3 separate regions of the Pan troglodytes genome follow, and all the other regions are linked to region 3. The links are chromatin contacts, called in public Hi-C and capture Hi-C maps. All regions are on one chromosome and are shown on one strand. The core of a region is the stretch at or near the end of the contact, and the rest is flanking DNA. Distances in the headings are between cores, read along the strand shown.

The links. A called contact is a pair of places that touch in the nucleus more often than the background predicts. Capture Hi-C pulls out chosen DNA fragments and counts their contacts.
Region 1: a Hi-C map of stem cell-derived neural progenitor cells shows a contact between it and region 3, with 2.9 times the contacts expected there. The contact joins the promoter of KDF1 here to the enhancer-like site in region 3. A contact is called at or near these places in 2 of 7 Hi-C or Micro-C datasets (induced pluripotent stem cells and stem cell-derived neural progenitor cells).
Region 2: a contact with region 3 is called in a capture Hi-C map of stem cell-derived neural stem cells, with 8 times the contacts expected there. The contact joins two enhancer-like sites. A contact is called at or near these places in 5 of 7 Hi-C or Micro-C datasets (blood, induced pluripotent stem cells, a lymphoblastoid cell line and 1 more) and 1 of 1 other capture datasets (stem cell-derived neural stem cells).

The regions. Positions count from the first base shown.
Region 1 is chr1:204,020,087-204,024,083 of NHGRI_mPanTro3-v2.0_pri, reverse strand. It overlaps KDF1 (keratinocyte differentiation factor 1), which reads right to left and starts at 2,187. Exons shown (of 4, transcript XM_016957041.3): 1 at 2,109-2,187.
Region 2 is chr1:203,701,363-203,705,321 of NHGRI_mPanTro3-v2.0_pri, reverse strand. WDTC1 (WD and tetratricopeptide repeats 1) reads left to right here. Exons shown (of 16, transcript XM_024357242.3): 6 at 1,252-1,439. Among named protein-coding and RNA genes, the nearest start is that of TMEM222, 34 kb to the right of the region's middle. Within about 2 kb of position 1,396, at least 1 of the 24 cell types and tissues checked has an H3K27ac peak or open chromatin away from gene starts, as enhancers often do. A contact at or near this core is called in stem cell-derived neural stem cells, where this site is marked.
Region 3 is chr1:203,881,029-203,885,441 of NHGRI_mPanTro3-v2.0_pri, reverse strand. It overlaps SLC9A1 (solute carrier family 9 member A1), which reads right to left. Exons shown (of 15, transcript XR_010147541.1): 13 at 3,908-3,980; 14 at 1,920-3,349; 15 at 1,521-1,712. Among named protein-coding and RNA genes, the nearest start is that of SLC9A1, 70 kb to the right of the region's middle. Within about 2 kb of position 2,046, at least 5 of the 24 cell types and tissues checked have an H3K27ac peak or open chromatin away from gene starts, as enhancers often do. A contact at or near this core is called in stem cell-derived neural progenitor cells and stem cell-derived neural stem cells, where this site is marked.

The DNA.
Region 1 (3,997 bases), core at 938-3,437, 140 kb before region 3:
TTTGTATTTTTAGTAGAGATGGGGTTTCACCATGTTAGTCAGGATGGTCTGATCTCCTGATCTCGTGATCCACCCGCCTCGGCCTCTCAAAGTACTGGGATTACAGGCGTGAGCCACCGCGCCTGGCCTAGCTGTTCTAAATTCTATGGATAAAGTGATAAAACAGACAAAATCCCTCAACCTCAGGAGTTTACAATCCAGTGAGAGTTGATTATTGATGGCTTACACTGTTCTAAGTACTTCAGACATAATAACCAATTAATTTTCACAACCCTCTTTGTAATATTATTACCTGTATTATTATACTAAAGCACAGACAGGTTAAATAAGTTGTCCAAAGCCATACATCTATCTGTACACAATTGGCCTGGCCCCAGACTCTTATCCACTACCCCATCCCATCTATTACTTGGGAGAAAAGAGGCAGTCAAAGCTGCCAGCTCCATGGACCAGCGTGTGCCCAGAGAGAGCCCATGTTGGGAGCCCTGTCTTCCAGGCTCAAGCCTTCAGGAGAGTGGACAGATCTACAGTTAACCATGCTGAGCTCGGAAGTACGTGGGGCTCCTGAGGATGGACTGGCTATTGTCTTCTCCCCAACCTCCAAAGCTTTAGGACTCTCTATTATTGATTAAATTAATCCAACGAGGTGCCCAGCGTTGTGATAAATGCTGAGAAAACAGCAGTGAATGGGCCAGAGGACTTTCACCTTATTTGACTCTCACAATTGCTCTGAAAATAAGTAGTATATGTCCATTTCACAGATCAGGAATCTGAAGCTCAGAAAGGTGAAGTGACTGGCCCAGAGACACCTAGCAAGAGAGGGCTGGAGTAAGATTTGCACTGTGGCCCGCCAGGCTCTGGAGCCTGCGTACTTTGTGTGTGCCACACATCTCCAGCGGTGGTGGGATGAGAAGAGAAGACCTGGGATAAGGACAATGCCTGCCTCAGTTCCCCCACTTCCCTCCAGCCATTGAACCCTCCTGAAGTCAAACTCAGGCAGTTTCTTCCAGGCTGTATCTCCCCGACCCTGCTGCTGCCACCGCCCCGCCACCACCCCGCCCAATCCTAGGAACCTGGTCACTTGGTTTAGTGAGGGGAGGCTCCCTGTCCCTATTGTGGCTTGAGGCAAGATTCTTAACCTCACTTTCCTCATCTTTAAATAAGGAGAGACTAGTATCTTCATGCCCCGCCAATCCCGTGAGATTTAAATGAAATATTGAGTGCAGGGGGCTTCCCGCAATGGCCTTGCCCATGGGAGGGGCTAGGTCACTAGGCGATCTAAGGCACCGCAAGGATGTTCCCGGGGGTCAGAGGGTCCCGGCCCGCCCTCCCTGGATTTCTCGTTGATGCTTTCCTCTTCCCCCTTAGTCCCGCGAACACACACACACACTCAAGGGTCTATGTATCGTCCCCTCCTCCTAGGGTCCCCAGGACAGGCCCGGCCGCACCAGCCTCTGCCCCCAGCCCAGTGCCAAGCCTCGGACACCCGGTCGGGGAGGACCACCCCAGTCCTGCTCGAGAAACAGCCGTCGGCTCAGTGCACCCTCGGCCTCCTGCCCCAAAGGTGCAGCCCGAGAGTCCCATATCCGCGGGCACCTAGTCCTGGGGACAAGGAAGAACCAGATCCTGGCACTGTCCCCCGGGCTACCACAGCCCCTACACCAACTGTGCCCTCGGGGCGAGCACTACCCTCTCCAGCTGCAAGGGCCCTACCCCGCGGGCGGACCCAGCCTCCCTCCCGTCCCGATGCTGTTCCTCGGGGTGAGCACCAGCGTTTGTCCCATCCCGACCCTGCCCCCCGGTGAGTGCGGCCCCCGCACCCAGCCAGTGCAGCCCTGAGGGCGAACGCGGCCCCTCACCCCATTCTGCGCGCCCAGCCCGGGCGCCCGCTCAGGCCGCTCCCCAGCCCGGCCCGCGCACCCCGGAAGTAGGAGGGTGGCCCCCGAGGAACCGGGCCCGGGACCCTCTCCTGTCCGGGCTCAGCTTCGGGGGGCTCCCGACACCGGCGCCGCCCTGGCTTGCGCCCCCCTGGGCCCACGCGGGGCTTACCTGTCCCGCCAGGTGAGCCGCCTCCGGCTCAGCCCCTCCCCCGCCCCCTCGCCGCTCACCTGGGGCGCAGGTGAGCGTCTCGCGGGAGCGCTGCACGGGCCGCCGCTAGGGACACACTTCCTGCCTCCGCGAAGCGCTACCGCGCACCTGGACCGAGGCCCCGCCCCGGGGCTCTGGAGAGCTGCGCGTCCCCGCTCGAGTGCTCGGCCCGTTCGGCCTAGTCCGGGTAGGTGAGGTGTGGCGGGGAGGGGTCGAGAGGCGCTGGGGCTCAGTCTCCTCTTCTGTTCAACAGGCTGGTGGTCCTGTCAGTCTCTGAGCACCTGTGGAACTTCTGCCCGGCCGTAAAGCTCCAACTCAAAGGGAAGCTCTCTTCTGGGAAGCTTTCCCTGATCCTGTCTGTTTTTCTGTTGGTTAGAACAGTTCCTGTACTCAGCACACTGTCGTTTTCTTGTCTTCTGTCTCCTCTTTTAGCCTCCTACCTTGCAGGGTTTGGTCTTGTTCCCCTGTGTTCCTGGTGCTCAGCACAGGTCCTGGCACATACTAGGTGTTCAACAAATATTTTCCACTGAATGAGGCCCTGGGCCCCAATTTCTCCCTTTGCCCTGAGGCAGAACTGGGAGCCTGGGCCGCTGATCAGTTTACCTTTTCTTTTGTTCAGAGAAATCTGCAGGTAAAGACAGGAACCTCAGCTCTGAGGCCCCGAGTAGGGTAGAGGAGGGGGACCGGATATGCAGCTCTGAAAGATACATCCAGGATCAGAAGTGGTGGCCAAAATGGGCCATGGTCACTACATCCAAAAAAGGTCTCTGCAAGAGGCAACACCATTGAATGTCAATAAGGCAAGGCTCAGACTATTCTGGGTTACTGTTCCCCTTAATATTAATAACAACTCAATAACTTAACAATAGCATTAATAAACAAGTGACTTGGCCGGGCGCAGTGGCTCATGCCTGTAATCCCAGCACTTTGGGAGGCCGAGGCGGGAGGATCACGAGGTGGGAGTTTGAGACCAGCCTGGCCAACATAGTGAAACCCAGTCTCTACTAAAAATACAAAAAATTAGGCTGGCGTGGTAGCAAGTGCCTGTAATCCCAGCTACTCGGGAGGCTGAGGCAGGAGAATGGCTTGAACCCAGCAGGCAGAGGTTGCAGTGAGCCGAGATCGCGCCATTGCACTCCAGCCTGGGCGACAGAGCGAGACTCTGTCTCAAATAAACAAAACAAACAAACAAACAAGTGACTTTTAGGGAGCATCTCCAGGAGCCATGCATGCCGAAGCCGTTAATCTGTGAAGTGGGTCAGGTGTTATCATATCCATTTTACAGTAAGAGGAAACTGAAGCTTAGAGAGGGGACATTGTTTGCTCAGGCAGTTGGCACAAACTGACTTTTGGCAAGGCACTTTCCTTCTCTAAACCTAATCTCTGGAGATAGTAGTACCTCTCTTTAACTGGGAGGATTAAAAGAGATCATGGATGCAACAGGAAGATATCACTGGGATGCATAGGCAGAGGTGTTCAATTTCCACCAGAGACCCTCCATCCCAGCGCCTCCCACCACATCTTGTCCACATTCCCTCCTGAGGAAAGTGCACATTGTATTCTTATTTGGAGCTCAGAGAATGAGTCACATCCTCACTTCACAGTCACATCTTGTGCAGTTGAACATCTGTGTACTCTAAAACCTAGCAAGTCCATTCCTATGGTACAGCCACAGTAAGCTCTTGTGCAATGCACCAGGAGAGAATGTATACAAGAATGTTACTAGAAACATTGTTTGTGGTAGCCCCAAACCGAAAACACGGAAATGCTACTGACAGGAGATAGAGAAATGTGGGATATTCATGTGAAGGAATTAATTATAGAGCAGTAGAAAATGAATGAAAAATAGCAACGTGGTTGGATCATGGTAATATAATATTGGGTTGAAAAAAGGCAAATCTCAGAAGAC
Region 2 (3,959 bases), core at 147-2,646, 180 kb after region 3:
AAGCATTTCTGACCAGGTCCCTTTTTTCTTTTTGGATTATTTCCTTTTTTTTTTTTTTTTTTTTTTTTTTGAGATGGAGTCTCGCTCTGTTGCCCAGGCTGGAGTGCAGTGGCGCGATCTCAGCTCACTGCAAGCTCCGCCTCCTGGGTTCACACCATCCTCCTGCCTCAGCCTCCCGAGTAGCTGGGACTACAGGCACACGCCCGGCTAATTTTTTTATATTTTTAGTAGAGACGGGGTTTCACCATGTTAGCCAGGATGGTCTGGATCTCCTGACCTTGTGATCTGCCCGCCTCAGCCTCCCAAAGTGCTGGGATTATAGGCATGAGCCACCACGCCTGGTCTGGATTATTTCTTGGAAGTGGAAGTTTTGAGTCAAAAAATAGAAATTGTTTTTAATCTTTGTTACTATTACCAGATTGTTTTTCAGAAGCAGTCAAACTAATTTAAAACACTCACTCCCAACAGGGCATTCTGGCTCATGCCTACAATCCCAGCACTTTGGGAGGCCAAGGCAGGTGGATCACCTGAGGTCAGGAGTTCGAGACCAGCCTGGCCAACATGGTGAAACCCTGTCTCTACTAAAAATACAAAAATTAGCTGGGCATGGTGGTGCACACCTGTAATCCCAGCTACTCAGGAGGCTGACACAGGAGAATCACTTGAACCCGGGAGGTGGAAGTTGCAGTGAGCCGAGATTGCACCACTGCACTCCAGCCTGGGTGACAGAGCGAGACGCTGTCTCAAAAAAAAAAAAAACAAAAAAAACCACACACACCCATTCCCTTAAACACTCAAAGTCTTTTTCACTTCAGGACTAATTTATTACTTAATCTCTAGGTTACTAAGTAGTCATAATGAGGCAAGTAGGGCATGTGGGAGTCAGACAGACTTGGGCTTGAACACAATCTTGCTGTATATTACTGCTGAACCTCAAGGGTTTGTTTTGTTTTTTGTTGTTGTTTTTGAGACAGTCTCGCTCTGTTGCCCAGGCTGGAGTGCAGTGGCACAATCTCGGCTCACTGCAGCCTCTGGCTTCCTGCAGCCTCTGCCTCCTGGGTTTAAGGGATTTTCCTGCCTCAGCCTGCTGAGCAGCTGGGATTACAGGCATGAGCCACCGCGCCCAGCCTGCATGGGCTCATTCTCTTATCTGACATGGAGAGAGAAAAGGGTGCAGACATCCAGGCTAGCCTCCTTCCGTGGCCATTTCTACTCTTACCACCCACCCCTTCCTCCATTTCTCCTATATAGTTCCTGCCTCACGCTGGGGACCGCATCTTGATCACGGGGGCAGCCGACTCTAAGGTGCATGTGCACGACCTGACAGTAAAGGAGACCATCCACATGTTTGGAGACCACACAAACCGGGTGAAGCGCATCGCCACAGCGCCCATGTGGCCCAACACATTCTGGAGTGCTGCTGAGGATGGGCTTATCCGGTAAGAGTCTGGGGCATCTAGTGGAGCCTGTCGCTCCCCCATCCCATCATCCTATAGTGTTTCCTTCTACAGACCTAGCTCTTTCCCTCCAGCAGAGGTCCAACCTCCTTTGTCTGCCCAGGGCAGTTGTCTGTGTACAGACTCCACTGGGAACATTTGCTTACTCCGCCCTCACCTTCCTCCCTCTTTGTCCTCCTTTGTACTACCTCTAGGCCCACAAGCTTTTTCTCACCACCTCAGGTGTCCAGGGTCTCTACTGCCTCTGGGCATTCACGTTACTCTTTCCTCTACTTGAGATTCTCTGTCCCCAGCTCTTCCCATGTCGGACTCTTTCTTATCCTAAGGAGATCAGCTTCAGTTACCTCTTCAGAAGCACCTTCTCTGACCATCCTGTCTAAAGTAGACAGACGTTATGCTTGTTTTAACAATTACATCCTCTGTAACTCTAATTGCCACCTGTAGTTATTTTTATTTATTTATTTATTTTTATTTATTTATTTTTTTTTTTATTGATCATTATTGGGTGTTTCTCGCAGAGGGGGATTTGGCAGGGTCATATGACAATAGTGGAGGGAAGGTCAGCAGATTAACAAGTGAACAAAGGTCTCTGGTTTTCCTAGGCAGAGGACCCTGCGGCCCTCTGCAGTGTTTGTGTCCCTGGGTACTTGAGATTAGGGAGTGGTGATGACTCTTAACGAGCATGCTGCCTTCAAGCATCTGTTTAACAAAGCACATCTTGCACCGCCCTTAATCCATTTAACCCTGAGTGGACACAGCACGTGTTTCAGAGAGCACAGGGTTGGGGGTAAGGTCACAGATCAACAGGATCCCAAGGCAGAAGAATTTTTCTTAGTACAGAACAAAATGAAAAGTCTCCCATGTCTACTTTCTACACAGACAGGGCAACCATCCGATTTCTCAATCTTTTCCCCACCTTTCCCCCCTTTCTATTCCACAAAACCGCCATCGTCATCATGGCCCGTTCTCAATGAGCTGTTGGGTACACCTCCCAGACGGGGTGGTGGCCAGGCAGAGGGGCTCCTCACTTCCCAGTAGGGGTGGCCGGGCAGAGGCGCCCCTCACCTCCCGGACGGGGCGGCTGGCCGGGCGGGGGCTGACCCCCCCACCTCCCTCCCGGACGGGGCGGCTGGCCGGACGGGGGGCTGACCCCCCCACCTCCCTCCTGGACAGGGTGGCTGGCCGGTCAGAGGGGCTCCTCACTTCCCAGTAGGGGCGGCCGGGCAGAGGCGCCCCTCACCTCCCGGACGGGGCGGCTGGCCGGGCGGGGGGCTGACCCCCCCCACCTCCCTCCCAGACGGGGTGGCTGCCGGGCGGAGACGCTCCTCACTTCCCAGATGGGGTGGTTGCCGGGCGGAGAGGCTCCTCACTTCTCAGACGGGGCGGCTGCCAGGCAGAGGGGCTCCTCAGTTCTCAGATGGGGTGGTTGCCAGGCAGAGGGTCTCCTCACTTCTCAGACGGGGCAGCTGGGCAGAGATGCTCTTCACCTCCCAGACGGGGTCATGGCCGGGCAGAGGCACTCATCACATCCCAGACGGGGCGGCGGGGCAGAGGCGCTCCCCACATCTCAGACGATGGGCGGCCGGGCAGAGACGCTCCTCACTTCCTAGATGTGATGGCGGCCGGGAAGAGGCGCTCCTCACTTCCTAGATGGGATGGCGGCCGGGCAGAGACGCTCCTCACTTTCCAGACTGGGCAGCCAGGCAGAGGGGCTCCTCACATCCCAGACGATGGGCGGCCAGGCAGAGACGCTCCTCACTTCCCAGATGGGGTGGCGGCCGGGCAGAGGCTGCAATCTCGGCACTTTGGGAGGCCAAGGCAGGCGGCTGGGAGGTGGAGGTTGTAGCGAGCCGAGATCACGCCACTGCACTCCAGCCTGGGCACCATTGAGCACTGAGTGAACGAGACTCCGTCTGCAATCCCAGCACCTCGGGAGGCCGAGGCTGGCATATCACTCGCGGTTAGGAGCTGGAGACCAGCCCGGCCAATACAGCGAAACCCCATCTCCACCAAAAAAATACGAAAACCAGTCAGGCGTGGCGGCACGCGCCTGCAATCGCAGGCACTCGGCAGGCTGAGGCAGGAGAATCAGGCAGGGAGGTTGCAGTGAGCCGAGATGGCAGCAGTACAGTCCAGCTTCGGCTCGGCATCAGAGGGAGACCGTGGAAAGAGAGGGAGAGGGAGACTGTGGGGAGAGGGAGAGGGAGACCGTGGGAAGAGAGGGAGAGGGAGACCGTGGGGAGGGGGAGAGGGAGAGGGAGAGGGAGCTAATTAATTTATTTTTTGAGACAGGGTCTCACTCCATTCTACTGCCGAGGTTGGAGTGCAGTGGCGTGATCATGGCTCACTGCAGCCTTGACTTCCTGGGCTCAGGCGATTCTCCCACCTCAGCCTCCTGAATACCTGGGACTACAGACATGCTCCACCATGCTTGGCTAATTTTTCTATTTTTTTTGTAGAGATGGGGTTTCTCTGTGTTGCCCAGGCAGGTCTCAAACTCCT
Region 3 (4,413 bases), core at 797-3,296:
ATCAGGAACTTGAGCATGAAAGGATTTTGGTTTCCATGTGGGTCCTGGAACCAATACCCGGAAAATATGGAGGGATGGCTGTAACATCCATTTCCTGCTAGGGAACCGATGGATACAGGACTAATCCTTTAATAATAACTCTGTAATCCTCTTGGCACTAACCGCTTCAGATTTTGTGAGTTAAACCAGCTCCATACTCAGGTCCCAGACTGGGCAAAGGAGATGCTTTCCTGGACAGCCCAGGTTCGAAGGGTGCCAGGGGTGCGCGCCAAGGCCCCACTGCCCTCTGGTGGTTGGATCCAGGAAATGCACCTCAGGGCTCCAACCTCTGCTGAACCGAGCCCATTAGGGATTGAGCAATCCTTACCCCAAATGCTTGAAAGCAGAAGTGTTTCAGATTTTGGAATATTTACACATACATAATGAGATATCTTGGGGATAGAATCCAAGTCTAAACACGAAATTCATTTATGTTTCATATACAGTTTCTACCCATAGCCTGAAATTAATGTTACATATTTTATTTTTTTTTGAGACAGTCTTGCTCTGTCGCCCAGGCTGGAGTGCAGTGGTTCGATCTCAGCTCACTGCAACCTTCACCTCCTGGGTTCAAGTGATTCTCCTGCCTCAACCTCCCGAGTAGCTGGGATTACATGCATACATCACCATGCCCAGCTAATTTTTGTATTTTTAGAAGAGATGGGGTTTTGCCATGTTGGTCAGGCTGGTCTTGAACTCCTGACCTCAGGTGATCCGCCCAGCTTGGCCTCCCAAAGTGCTGGGATTACAGGCATGAGCCACCGTGCCCGGCCCAATTTTATATATTTTAAATATTGCACATGCAGCAAAGTTTTGACTGTCTCATGAGGTCAGGTGTGCATTCTCCATTCATGGTGTTGTGTTGGGTTTTCTGATTAGGGAGGCTCAGTTTGTACACACCTGAGCTTATCTCATGCAGGGGTCACTGTCCCCACTTTACAGGTGAGAACTTGAGGGCTTCAGTGACTTCCCACTGCCCTTTTGGTCTTCCCACGGTTAAGAGCAAAATCTTAACCATGGAGCACGCGGCCCCATCCTTGCCTCCCCTGTCACTCTGACCCAGCCACCCGGCCTTTTCTCAGGTCCCAGTGTTCGTGGGCACAGCTCCCAGTTACAATGTTTGGGAACTTTCTGGGTCCTTTTCCACCCGGAAGCCTTGGCTCCTTCTTCAGTCCCCTCCTGGGATCTCACTCACTCGGGACTCAGGAGGGTCCTCCTCGCCGTCCCCTCCCTCCCCTCTGCCTCTTATTCACCTCTTGCACAAACACTGGGCACTGGTTAGTGCCGCTCTCCCCCACGGGGCAGGGCACGTCCTGCTTAGCTCGTTGTGGTATCTCAGTGCCTGGCATGTGGGAACAACCACCCCAGCAGCTGACAGCCATGAAGTGTTTCTGTGCCAGCCTTTGAACTAAGTACTTCATGCCCTCAGGCCACCCTCCCTCCTAAAGACCCTCGTCCCCAGGAAGCAGCCCTTGACTCTATTAAAAACTCACATTGATTTATTAGAATATGAAAAAGATTCAGTTTCTTCTGTACAGGCGGCAGAGTGGCAGCAGCTGCGGTGGCTTGGTACGTGGTTGTCGATTTCACCCTTGCATGGTGACTCCTGCCCAAACAGCACTTGCATGGAGAGGAGGATGGACAGATGGGCCGAGGACCCATGGCCCAGTCCCCTGCAAAAAGGGACACTCTGACTATTGCACAATCCTGAGGGAGTGCCCCAGGGACAAGGGGAAGGAGTGTGTGTGGGCAAAGGTCTCTGGGGGCCCAGGATTCTGCCCAACCCACCAGCCCCAGGGGACAGGGGATCCTCAGGGGAGGCCTTCTCCCCCCCACCGCCTCCACAATGGGCTCCACAGCAGGCAGGGTGTGGTACACACAAGGGAAAGGTTCCAGGGGCCAAACCCAGGGTGGGGGAAGTAAGAGCAGGCCAGCAGGACTGGAGGTCAGGCCCAAGAGCTAGGCAGGTGCCAAGAGGCCAGCATCTGTGAGGCTGGAGAGACTCTTGATTAGGAGTGGGAGTTACTTCTGATGTCACAGTCTTCGAGCAACAGTTAAGAGCCCAGCAGGCAGAGAGACGTGGGGGAGGGGTTGGACAGACAGGCACAGATGAGGAAGGGTAATTCTGGAGTGTGAGGAGGGAGTTAGAGGCAGAGCACTGTTCAGCCAGGGGTTTTCAAAATGTTTTAAAAACAGGAGTGCCCTCTGTGCAAACAATCATATATAGGAGTGTGAACAAACAAAACTTAAAAAGGCAGCACATTCTGGAGCCACGGCCAGTCCTTCCCCTAGCAGCATCCCCTGAGGGGCCCAGTGGTCCCCATGGGAGCACAGTTCGAAAAGCTCTGAGTCACGTCACTGTCACCGTAGAAACCACCCCTGCTCCAGGCAGAGACGCTCAGAGATGCCCTCAGCCCGCAGCTCTGAGTAAGGACAGGTTGGGTGGTGGCCAGGGTGACAGAGCTGGCAGGAGTGTGAGACCTTGGTGGGTCAGCAGTCCCTCCCCGAGCCATGTGCCTAGTACCCCTGGTTTGTCCCCTGATAAAGCAGGGCCTACTCGAGGGAGGCCTCAGCTCCCTCCCTTCCTGGGTGGGACCACAGCTGAGCCAGAGACTCTTTGGTTAGAAACTAAGATTGGTCTGAATGAGGAGGAGGATGAGGCAGAGGGAGGAGCCTCGGAGGCCCTAGTCCAGGTCCGGGAGAAGCCTGGATCTAGGGAGGGGCAGGGCCGGCCTCACCAGCCCCAGCAGTTCTGCCAAATGGATTGGGGAGGCAGCTCTGGTGGGGAGGATGCTTCCTGGGAGGCGGCGGGGGAGGAGCTGTGCTGGGGTGGGGGCTGTGGGCCCAGCTGCCATGCGGTAGGGGGAGGGGCAGGGCCAATCCGGGTCAGGAAGGGCAAGGGGAGCCCCCAGCAGCCCCTGCTCTGGTGGGAGAGTCTGTGAGGGGACAGGCGCTGCCTGCTGGCCCTGGCGTTACTGCCCCTTGGGGAAGAACGGTTCTCCCTCCCCAGGCTCAGGGTGTGGGCCTGGGTCACTGAGGCAGCGCTGTATCCTCTGGGAGCTGGGGCTGTCACTGGGCGCGGGGGTGAAGACATCGTCGGTTCCTGGGGACGAAGTCTCCTTGCTCCGCATCATGATGCCCCCATCGTCGTCCTCGTCCTCCTCAGCCACCTTTGCAGGATCCCGGCTCAACCCTAAGACTTTGCCCTTCAGCTCCTCATTCACCAGGTCCACAGACTCGGGTGACTGCGGGGAAGCCGGGTCGATGGTGATGACAGGCAGGTCCTCCTTCGGCTCATAGGCCAGTGGGTCTGGGGACCAAGAGCAAGGCACAAGCTGGGTTCCGCTCTGGAGCCCGGCCCAGCACGTGCCACTCGGCTGCGTCAGTGCCTCCTTCAGGCCTTCTCATGAGCACAGCCGTCCCGGTCCCAACAGGCCTCAGAAGCAGGCCTCTGCGACCTTCCACCCCACAGCTTCTCTTCCTCAGACTGTGGCCCTCTCCTTTGACAGGGGCTCCCAGAGGTGTCCCTCCACAGGCCAAGGCCTGGGGCTCCTCCCTGAGTCAGTTTGCCCTGGGGCCCTGCCCTCACGTTCCCCACACGTGTTGGGGGTCTCGATGGGGCAGATACCCTGCCTTCCTGCCAGGCACCGTGGCTCTCCCAGCTCCCCACACAGTCCTCACCCAGAACGTCTCTCTCCCTAGGGATGGCCCCTGACGTAGAAGCAGCTCATGGCTTGGGAGGGGATCCTGAGGTCAGCGAGGGCCAGGCCTGTCCTCCCAGTGGCTGAGGACTGTTCCTGTGGAGCCCCATCCTCAGGAGGTGGCGGCTCAGAGTGCCCAGTCCTGAGGCCCCTCCCCAGGCCCTTACCTGAGCCGATGCGGGCCCGAGACATGGTGGGTGAGTCCAGCTTGTGGGCTGGCACCGTCAGGTAGTTGTTGATCTGACAGAGAGGACAGACAGGGTGAGCACAGGCAGCTGGGCAGAGGGAGCCCCTCAGGACAGAACCCGGCCAGTGCACACCCCACCTTCCGTATATGCAGGGCGCTCGCTCCCCCTCCCTTGTGCCTGTGTGGGCACCCGTACTGGCCCCTCAGGAGCTCCTAAGGGCTCATCCCAGGCTCCTGTCACAGCCTCCCTGAACACACCTACACTGCCCAGCCTTAAATCCACCCATTCCTCTGTCCCCTGCCACTGCCCTAACCCAGGCCACGCCCCACAACCCCACGCCAATCCCTTGCTTAGAACTCATGGCTCTCCATGCCCTTACACTGCTAACAAGCCCCTCGAAAGCCAAACCCTGTTCCTAGAATGGGTACATTTCCTTAGAGGCTGTGGCGGAGCTTGGGTGAGTGGGGTGGGATACAGATTCCCAG